Regions from separate parts of the Mus musculus genome. Here region 1 is linked to region 2. The links are chromatin contacts, called in public promoter capture Hi-C maps. All regions are on one chromosome and are shown on one strand. The core of a region is the stretch at or near the end of the contact, and the rest is flanking DNA. Distances in the headings are between cores, read along the strand shown.

Region 1 (5,223 bases), core at 1,969-4,468, 610 kb after region 2:
ACTGGGCCCCAGGGCTTACCCGATTCAGCTGCACTCGCTGGCTTGCGCTGGCAAGCTCAGGTAGCCGCCTTGCCTCCCAGTGCTGACATTACAAGGCTCGCATTCTCATGCGGGTGTTTTATGTGGTGCTAACTAAGGATCCTCATGCTTGACTGGCAAGCACTTGACCAATTGAGCCACCTTCCCTGCCCAGCAGCCCCAGTCTCTTGCGGTCACCTCATGCCCTAAAACACCGACTACTTCTGTAAGTACAGCCCCCATTTATTACTGCAAGAAAAGATGGGCTGAACGGCTCATTCTGTGTTCCTCAGACAGAATGACAGAAAACAAACAAACAAACAAACGAGAAATCACTACTTACTGTCCACAATATATCTTCATATATCTGATAACCATTTTCTATTATTTATTCACTCATTCCTCAACCTCTTCATTTTTCTCCATTTCCCAGATTTACTATGAACTCCATGAGGGCTTTCCTTATGGTATCCCTGTTGCTAATGCTATTTTAGACATTGGAGAGCATACAAAAATAAGTAAGCCTGACCATAAGGCAGCTACCAAAACAAACACAAATTGCTAAACACACAGCAATCCAAGCACTACATAAATATACACATAAGGGCCTACGGTAGTAAATATAATTAGGACTGTTACAAGAATCTCCATAAAGGGATGGGCCTTAAGTGATGAATGGGATTCAGTTAGGCACAAGAAAACAATATGAATGAAAAACAAAGGAATGGCACAATGTGTGACAGAAACGTTTCCTTTCTTCAGAACAAAACGCTAACTGACAGGCTGGAAAATGAATTTGGATCCAGAGACTACAACGGTCCTCTTACATACTGCTAAAGACACTGTCCTTTACTCATTGCATAGGCAATTCAGAGTAACGTGCTGTTTTTAAAAGCAAGGCCATTACACAGCCAAGGGTAGCTAGGCATGGAGATTGTCAGCAAAATAAGTCAGAAAGTCATGGTACCAGCTGGGCAAGAGTTGGAGAAGGCCGGAGAACAGAAGTTGGGTAGCAAGGACAGGTGAGTATCAACAAGGTGTGAAGACCAAGAGGAAAATGGAGGACAACTGACTCTGCTTGTGTAACATTAAGGGAGCTGATTTTAGCTATGTTAAAAAGCAAAGGAAGAAATGGCTGCTCTAATAATTTTTCATACACTGAAAGGCCTAAAGTTTCCATTTTAAAAATAATTTTCAGGGTTTCTTCTTGTGGTTTGGTTGTTGTTTTGATTGGTGGTTGGTCTGCTTTGTTTTGCTGAAGTAGGGTCTTAGGCCAACTAAATGCTAGGCTGATCAACTGTGTGCCATCATGTCCAGATTATTTTAAGAGGTTCTGTAGAACACCCAGTTAAAGCTCCCTCGAGTTCTATGAAACATCAAAAGTCTTCAAAGAGCATGCGAATAACTATTGACAATGTAAGAGCTGGCTTTGGTGATAATTTCTACAAGTTTTGTCAAAACCAGAACAGCAAAGAAAAAATCTAAATTTTTCTAAACTAAAGTCAGCCTGGGGGAACAGAGAAATATAAGATGGGCGTGTGTGTGTGTGTGTGTGTGTGTGTATGCGACAGTAACACATTTGAAATTAGAATTCAAATACTTTTATGTATTCATAAACCAGGAAACATGTTAAAGGACTGATCCCTTGATCCCTCAACGACATCTAAGTACCAAAGATCCATGAAACACAGCAAAAGTCAGATCGAATATCCCAATTCCATTGACAGTTAGTTACAAGGGAATTGAAGGCCTCCAAAGACCTTCACTGAAGAAATGGGCAGCTCAACCAGACAGAGAGAGAAGTACTAGCCCTACTCATAAACTTAAAGCATAAATACCCACCGCTCTCCAGAAAAATCACCAGGGCTATGGAGGCAGATTCACCAAAAATATCTAGTTTCCCAAAGGAAAACACAGAGCAAAGGAAATTCATAGAGCAGAGGAGAGGCAGAATCTAATTTAGAATACCAATTAAATAACCAATTTCATCTTTTTATAAACCAGGATTCTCGGTTTTGTTTAAAGGACCAGAAACTTAAGAGAGATAAGGCAAGACCACGTGAAATCATTTGTAAGGAAGGAGTAGGCAGCCCAGACTAGCCTCGAACCTCGAACTCAAGGTCCTCTTGCTTCAGTCTCCCAAACGTTGAGATTTAAAACCATGCAAAGTAGCAAAAAGTTTGAAACTATCAGATGCCTCAACTTTCCAATACGTGGCAAAAATCACTAACTTCATTTGGCCTTGACGTCCTTCCTCGTCTCTAAAACCTGAATGCTACCTATGGGCTGTTTATGGAATAGACAATGTCAGGCGCTTAGTGAACCAGAATGTACTGCCAAATGCAAAGAAATTGTTTTAAACCTGGCAGGAGCGACTTCCATTTTACTTCCCAAACGGAAACACCATTAGGTTAAATGTCTAGTTCCTCGAAAGGAAGCCAACAAAGCGGGCTCGGGTCTCAAAGAACCCTCCAAAAGCCCCCCAGGCCTTCTCGCGTCCCCTTAACCACCATCACCTGTTCAGGTGAGGGGGTGGGAGACTACCAAGGCGAACACCAACGTCAGGAGCTGCATACAATGACTCGCCCAAGGTCAAAAACATTACAGTGGAGACAAGCCAGGCTTGCCAGCGGCAGAGGATCTGTCTTCTCAGGTGCTGCCCCTTCCGGAGCCTCAGGGAGCGGCCAAGGGATGCGGGTCTGCAGAGAGCATCCGACCTCCTTCTGCAGGCCCACTCCTGACCACCGCGGGCGCGGCCAGCTCCTACGCCCACCCTCAGCTAGGGCCCCACCCCCGAGGCCAAGACCCCTGCGCGGGAGACCCCACAATAGGAAGTTTTCCCGGCTCGCACCCCACGCCAAGTCCACGGTCTCACGCACTATGGCGGCCCGGCCCAGGACCCCGGCGGCGACACCACCCAGGCGATGCCGCCGGACATTCAGCCTTTCCCCGACCAGCAAGCCCCTCCTTCGGCCCAGACAGCGAGCACAGACGACTGCAGACTTCCTCCGCGAGCTCCGCCTCTTCGCTGCCAAGACGCACCCTCCCACCGGAGACGACGGACAGGCCCGTGAACCAATCGAAGCACTCCGAACTGGAAGGGTCACGCGGACGGACAGACTCTGGAACCAATCCGTACGCGAAGCGGGAGGGGGCGTGGCTCAGTGTCTTGAGAGCCACGCCCCGTCTGTGCTTTCGCCACCGCGGAGGAGGCGAAGGAAACTTTCCCAGAGTTCCTTAGAGCTCCCTGGGTCCCCGCGGGGGCCCAGGAGACAGCAGCGGGCGGGGAGGGGGCTGGGGTCGGCTGCGGATTGGGTGAGGATCGGGCGGAGCACAAGGACACCGTTCCAGCTCTGAGAGGCCCCAGAAACCCTTGCTGTTGTGAGCCTGGTCAGCCGAAGGATGCGGCTGTCAGTCCGGCAGACATCCTCAGGCCAGGGGTGGGCCAGCTAGGTTCCAGGGTGGTGGGCAGCGTGCTCTCGACTGCCTGTGCAGCTACCACCGGAGCAGCCCAGCAAACATTCCCAGAAGCTGTCCGGTGGAGAGCAGACCACATCTGGGATGCGAGGCCAGAAGTCCCGCGTGCAGGACTTCGCGGTACACTGGCACCCTCCATTCTGATAGGTCTTCCGTTCCCAGTTCACTCGGGTGCAAGGGACAGCTCCAGGATGTCAGGTGCACACAGCCTTACCCCAAGCCCTGGGAGCCCGAGGCCCCACCCTGACGAGTACGCGTGTGTGATGCGCGGTAACCAGAATGACCTACGAGTGTGCATGTTGTCGCCTGAGGGGACACCATTCTACATTTGGAGACTGTGACTTCCAAACCAGGGCAAGAAGCATTAAAGACGCTAGCGGAGAGAATCTGGCTGGGGGCGGGCAGGGGGCGGTGCCGAGAGTCGGGGAAAAGGGTCACGTGGAGGAAGCGGAAGCGGAAGCGCCAGCCTTCTCTCACCTCCCAACCTATCATAGCACAGATCTGCTCTAAGACTGAACCTGGGTCTTCCTCCTACTTTTGTCCATCCTGGTCCAGGGCGATGGCTCTGCCTGGGGATCCGCGGCGCCTCTGCAGGCTGGTGCAAGAGGGCCGACTGCGTGACCTTCAGGAGGAACTGGCGGTAGCTAGAGGTTGCCGGGGGCCAGCCGGAGACACCCTTCTCCACTGTGCAGCACGCCACGGACGCCAGGATATCCTAGCGTACCTAGTGGAGGCTTGGAGTATGGACATCGAGGCTACCAACCGAGACTACAAGCGGCCTCTGCACGAAGCTGCCTCTATGGGCCACCGGGACTGCGTGCGCTACCTCCTGGGCCGAGGTGCAGTCGTGGACTCCTTGAAGAAGGCGGACTGGTAGGTGCCCAACCCACGGTCCAGAAAAGCTATATCGACACTCCCTGAAGAATCGCAGATTTTCATGTATTTTTCAGTGTGTTCGTTAGATTTATAACTTTTCTCAGCTTCTAATCTTCTCCCCGACCTCCCTTTCGTGTGGGTTTGGTTCTTTAGTTAGGGCAATCGTTTCCCGTCGAAAGAGTATGGAAATGTAATCAAGTGGAGTGAAACGGTTGAATTGTACTACTCGTGTGCCCAAGATGCGTTTTTCTGGAGACATCTTGCTAAAATTCCTGTTCACGATTACATAGTTTAATTTGCATGGCCACAGTGGATAAGTAGAGTTGATGAAATTCAGTTCGCCATGCACCGAATATTGAGTTCTTAGGCAGTTTTGTCACCTCTAGCCTTACAGAGCCACCAGCAGGGATGTTGGTGATACTCTCCCACCACTGAAAACAATTTCATTTCTTCCTAGATTGGCATCTTTTTTAGTTTCATGTCTAATTCCTAAGACCCTGTGAACTTCTTTAGGCTCATAACTTAATGAAATGCCCGCCTTCAAGTTATTTCAAGCTCTGTCAAAACATAGGGGCTGGAAAATATATCAGTTTCCCCTTGTTATTTCTCCACGGTCCTCAAAGAAGTCAGAGGCTGACAGTCTAAGGTGTTTTCCTGCCACGCCCCCCACCAGACTCCTCTAGGTTTTCCATCTGTACCAAAGACATAGGTAATGTGAAGGTTTGGCTTCTTCCAAGTGCCTCAGCTCCCTTCCATCTTGGTTGACCTTAGGACTCCTCTGATGATGGCGTGCACAAGGAAGAACCTTGATGTGATCCAGGACCTTGTAGAACACGGTGCCAATCCACTCCT
Region 2 (5,406 bases), core at 14-2,513:
CTTTCATCTTTGAACAAGAGGATCCTTAGCAGTCACAGACTGGGGCAGAAGTGGGGACCATCACTCCAGCCCTTTGACCTTGTTCCCAGGCATGACACACTTTTCTGCCAAATGTAATAGCCAAAATATAATGGAGGCCTACTATGTGCCAGACTTTGATGTCCTGAGGTCATCATACTTCAGGGCTGGAAGCACAGCCTCTGTATTGTAAGATCCTGACTTGTGGGCTAGTTCAGTGCTTATGTATCAACAAATGGCAAAGTGGATTAATTTTGGCCAAATATTTTTGTAACCTTTAAAACTCTGTGCATTGGTTTTGATGGTTCATATACATTATAGGGAAGTATCGCCATTTGTGGCTTCTTAACACAGCCCCAAGTATCAGTTGATCAAGTCACCAAGCACTTCCATGTCTCAGTGTCATCTGTAGAGTCACATTAGAAGCTGAAACTCTCCGTACCTGTGGCCATTTAAAGATGATGTATGTCAGTAACCAGAAGCCTGCTGAGGAGAACATGGGGTAGGGTGGAGTATTTAAATAGTGTTACTATTTAAATTCTCATACTAATCTGGCCTTCCTGTACTGCACAACAAAAATGTAATTTTATTAAGTGCGCGAAAATCTACCACCCCTTGTTATAGAGACAATCATGAACATTAGCAGCATGGCATAAAAACTCTTAAAAAGACAAATACACCCTAGTGACGAAAAGTTGCTGCCGAAATGCTGTACAGTTTACAGCAGTTCAAAACATCAAAAATCATTCATAAGACTCCACCAAGAAGCCTCTATGCCACTACAGAGCTGTGTCCAAACACACTCGTAGGTAATTAAAAAGCAAACCAAAACAAAAGCAACTCGTAAGCCCTTTGTAATGCAAAATGGATTAAATAAAACACTTCTTTCTGCCGGCGACCTTAGCCCTTCCCACTGGCTGCTCATTTATGGTTTTTCAGCTAAGCAAGAAGAGACTGCTCTCGCGCCCCCCTTTCTGGCACTCAGGCGGCTGAGGCTCTGGCGTCCGTCCCGCTTCGCGCTGCCTGCGGCGTCGCTCCCCGCCCGGTGACTGCTTCATCCAGACCTCCTGCAGCCTCCGGGTCCCAGTCGCGGCAGAGCGACAAGTGGCCAGTGAGGCGTGAGGATGGAGGGTGGGGACAGAGCCAGCAGGAGGAAGGCCGAGAGCGCTCGCGGAACGCAACCAGGCGCGCGTCCCTGAGCCGGCGTGGCGAGCGCCCTCTGGCCGGTGCCGCCACCGGAGTACCCTTGGGTCGCCAGGCCCGCGCCAGTCCCCGCCATCCGAGCAACAGCGGCGCTGCTCTGGGACCGCGGCCGCGACACCAGGTAGGACCCAGGGTCCCAAGTTACCACCGAGGAGTGAGCAGACTGGAGGTGCCAAAGATCAGGGCCTGAAGGGCCACCCGAATGTCTCTTGCAAGTGTTCCAGGAAAGGGTAGGGGACTGTCAGGAGTAACAGGGGTGAGAACAAAATCGAGAAAAAGCAAACTTTGGGGCTCCTCCAGTCGTTGGTTTCTTGTGTGCTGGCGACCTTGACCAGTGGAAGCTGGGGTCAGGGACTGAGGGGCGCTTCCTTCTTCCTTTGCGTTTCCTTAGCACCCGAGGAAAGGCAGGCTAGGAAAAAGGAAACAGTTGCAACTTTATGTGTTCTCCACAAAACAAAAACAAAAACAAAACCATAGACTTGTAAGGAGTGTTTTCTGTCCTAGGAGACCTGTCCATGGAGAACACCTAGTTTTCTGGGAATTTGCTGCAGCGCTTGATTCGGGTTTTTGTTTGTTTTGTTTTGTTTTTCAGGGGCTAGGTTGTATTTTAGGTGTTTGTTTGTTGTTTGATTTTAAAAGTTGAGGTATTCACTTCCTTAGAACAAGATTATTTTCTAGCTTTGAGTGTCACATGTTAAGATGCATTTTGTTATATGCAACCTCTTTGTTCCACTGGAGTTTTAAGAGCTGGCATTATCAAAGTACCACGGGTGACTTTAATGACTCCATGTGGGCGTGGGAGAGAGGTCCAACGGCGGGCTGAACCTTAGTGATTCTGGTGTTCTCTGCAAGGGGAGCGTCACAGAGCTGCCCTGTCCTCTGGGCTGTCCTGCTACTATGTGGGCTGGCCATGGTGCTAATAAAAGATTATTCAGTGGTGACACAGCTGGGTATGTGTGGAGATGGGAGGGCGGAGGGCAGGGGTGGGGGTTGGGGGGGAGGGAGAAAGAGCTTGGGCTGTCAGTGGGAAAAATGGACCGTTTGTGCCCAAGCCCCAGTCCTTTAAGCTGCAGGTGCCTTTTGAGAACACAGACCTAGACTGGGGAATTGTGTGATGAACCTCAGACAAGATATGGGGGATCTGCCTTTGTCTTCTCAGCTCAGTTCATTTGTCCCTTTCATTTAGCAAAGGAAAAGTCTCGGGATTCAGGAGTCAAGGAAACAGAACTTAATGGCTCCGTGCATTTGTCCTGGAAGCCATGCCCACCACTGCTTCTTCCTCCCCAGGGCTTGTTTCCTTGCCTGAGTAGTCCTTTTCTAAGATCTTGAGTACCTCACCCCACCCACACCCCAACCTTGTGAAACATCATCTTCATCCCGCCGCACCCCCCACCCCCTTATCTTTGAGAATGTGTAAAATGGCAGGCTTAAATGAGGATGCTTGCTCTCTCTTTTTTTAAAAAAAAATGCTGTGTCTTGTGGGAAGAAGGGTGACATTTACTAATTTGGTTGCAAATTACTTTTGAAGTTTATGCACAGCTGTTTAAAATCCCCCAGAGATCAGTGCCATTGTCTGATGCAGGTGTCTACCACAGAAAGATCTTGTTAGGCTGTTTCTTTTGCTGATTGAGAGTGCATATATATGACGATTTAGCCTAGGAAGATCTGAAACCTGCACAGTTCCCTGCCAAGTTGAGCAATTCAATCTAAATGAAGGGGTTCTGTTTTAGTTTTTACAACTGTTGTATCGTCGTTTAATCCCCTTGGTGACTCTTACTGCCTGTCCCAAGGGTAACCTTTCTGGCATCAATAGTTTCTAATTCCAAGGCCCAGGATTGCTGTCTACACTTTGAAATGGCAGCAGCTTCTCAGGGAGATTCTTGTTGCCCGATGTTTGGTCAGGTTCACTTGTGCACTGCCTTGTGCTGTGGTGGCTCAGGGTGGCAGTGACTCCTGGACAAGCTCCCAACACCTGTTCTCCCACCAGTGCCCCCTCCCAGCAGGGCCTCTGCCTACACTGTGTAGCCACACAGCGCAGTCTCTATGACGGCTCTCTCCTCTCTTCCAAGGCTCCCAGGGATGCTGCTCATAGAGTCAAACCCAGCTTTTCTAGAATCTCAAATATCCTTCTCAACACCCTTCTACTTCCCGTGTTCACAGCAGGTCTTGGAAGCTCTCTGAAATGTGTTATTGCATGCAAATATGTAAAGACATACATATCCTTAAATATAGCCTGTTCAGTCAATATTTTTTAATAACCCAGAATCTAATTAGTGCTTTCTATATAACCATAGATATTTGGCCATCCACTGAAATGCACAATGTGGAGCCAGAAAAGTGAATTAAAAGGTGTGTCTTAGCAAGGCTTGAAACATCTTTCATCTCAACCTGCCAGATATTTGTATACAGTGATATTCTGATTGCTATATCATCTCTGCATATTCTTGGCAGGCAGTTGGGGGAGGGTTGAAAGTCTAAGGTCCCAGAAGTTGAAACAATCTCATCTGAGTTCAGAATCATGGATTTCTGCTCTGGGGTTAAATTGCCATTTATTTGATAAGTCCTTGTCTTGGGAGCACGTCCTTCTACAGGTTGCTAGATTGTGTTAGCTTTTGAATTAAGCTAATGGTATTGATGATAATCATAGCCAGAACAAACCAAAACAATAATGTTTGGGCTAGGGATGTGGGTAGCTCCATTGGTAGAGTTTCTACCTAGCATGCAGGAAGCCCTGGGTTCTGTCCTGAGCAGAGCAGAAACCAGCCGTGGTACTGCATGCATATAATCCCAGCACTCAGGAAAGGGAGAACAGGAACAAACTCATCCTTGGCTACATAGTGGGTTCAAGGCCATCCTGAGATACCAGACACCCCCTAAGAAAACAGACTAAACTAAAAGCACAAAGGATCATTACTATTTATGATTTATATGCTAATTATAATTATTGTCACATTTAATTTTCATAAAAGTCCTCATAAATTTGGTATTCTTATTCTCATTTTTTTTTCAGAAGAGGAAGCCAAGGCTTGAGAGAGCTAAGTCACTTGCCCAGCATTTAGAAGGCGTAAGAGGCAAATTTGCCTGGGCAGTAAGCCCTGCTGTAAACTATATGTCAGGTCACCTGACAGAAGTGTACGTAAAACTGACCATTGTAACCTCTTTAGAAGGATTGACTTAATTCTGTTTTATGGGTCTGAGTGTTTTGTCTGTGAGCATGTCTGTGCACCACATGCAGGCCAGAGTGGGTGGTAGATCACCTGGGACTGGAGTTACAGGTCGTGAGCTGCCACATGGGTGCTGGGATTGAACTAGCATCCTCTGGAAGAGCAGTAAATGCCATAATCAGGGAGCCATGTCTCCAGCCACCTTTCAGGCACGTTTAAGTGAAAGATTGGACAGCTTCATGTGATCGTCACTTTCATTCTTAAGCCGTTTTCTTTTGTGACTATGGGATATGTTTGTGTGCAGTGTAACACATGACGTGTGTCCGCGTGCCCTTTCTTACACATGCACAAGCCATCTTCAGCCATTCTCTGAGTTACTGCCTTGAGACAGGGTCTTTCACTGAACTTTAAAAAGCTCACTCTTTGGACTAGGGCTGGGTAGCCTTGTGAATTCTGGGGGTCTCCCTATCGCACCCTTAGCCTGCCGTGCTGAGGTTACAGGAAGGTGCAGATGTCCTCCGCTTTTTATATGGATCCTGGGGCTAGGGTCTCAGGCCCCCAAGCTTGTAGAGGAAGCTTCTTACTCATGGAGCTCTCTCTCTAAACTAGACCCATGGAGCTCTTACCATCTTACAAAACTATACACAAAACTTAACTCCTACATTCCCCACTCTGTCAGCCCCCGAGAGCCACACTTCCAGCTTGCTATCTTTGTTTAGGAACCTTCTGTGAGTGTGTTCATAAAAGGATGCATCTTTTATCGACTGGCTGTTTTCACTTAGCTGATTTCACTCAATATTCTCTCTCCATGTTACAGCAAACGTTACACATTCCCTCTTTTTATAGATTGAATGTTTCAGGGTGCGAACATGCCACATTGACTTAACTATTAATTTTGTTCGTGGGCAATCGATTGATTGCTTCCACCTTTGATTTTTACAGGCAGTGCAAAAAGACAGGTGTATTAGCCCTTTCTCGCTGCTGTGACAAAGTACCTGTCAAAAGCAATTTAAAGAAGGGT

Evidence for each region. Capture Hi-C pulls out chosen DNA fragments and counts their contacts.
Region 1: a promoter capture Hi-C map of liver shows a contact between it and region 2, with 3 times the contacts expected there. The contact joins the promoter of Ankrd16 here to the promoter of Prkcq in region 2. A contact is called at or near these places in 1 of 39 promoter capture datasets (pre-B cells), 1 of 115 datasets of contacts at active chromatin or transcription factors (double positive thymocytes) and 1 of 9 other capture datasets (liver).

What each region holds. Positions count from the first base shown.
Region 1 is chr2:11,774,535-11,779,757 of GRCm38.p6, forward strand. It overlaps Ankrd16 (ankyrin repeat domain 16), which reads left to right and starts at 3,219. Exons shown (of 7, transcript NM_177268.4): 1 at 3,219-4,368; 2 at 5,143-5,223. The coding sequence starts at 4,055. It overlaps Fbh1 (F-box DNA helicase 1), which reads right to left and starts at 3,051. Exons shown (of 21, transcript NM_015792.2): 1 at 2,898-3,051. The coding sequence starts at 2,898.
Region 2 is chr2:11,171,119-11,176,524 of GRCm38.p6, forward strand. Prkcq (protein kinase C, theta) reads left to right here and starts at 1,264. Exons shown (of 18, transcript NM_008859.2): 1 at 1,264-1,342.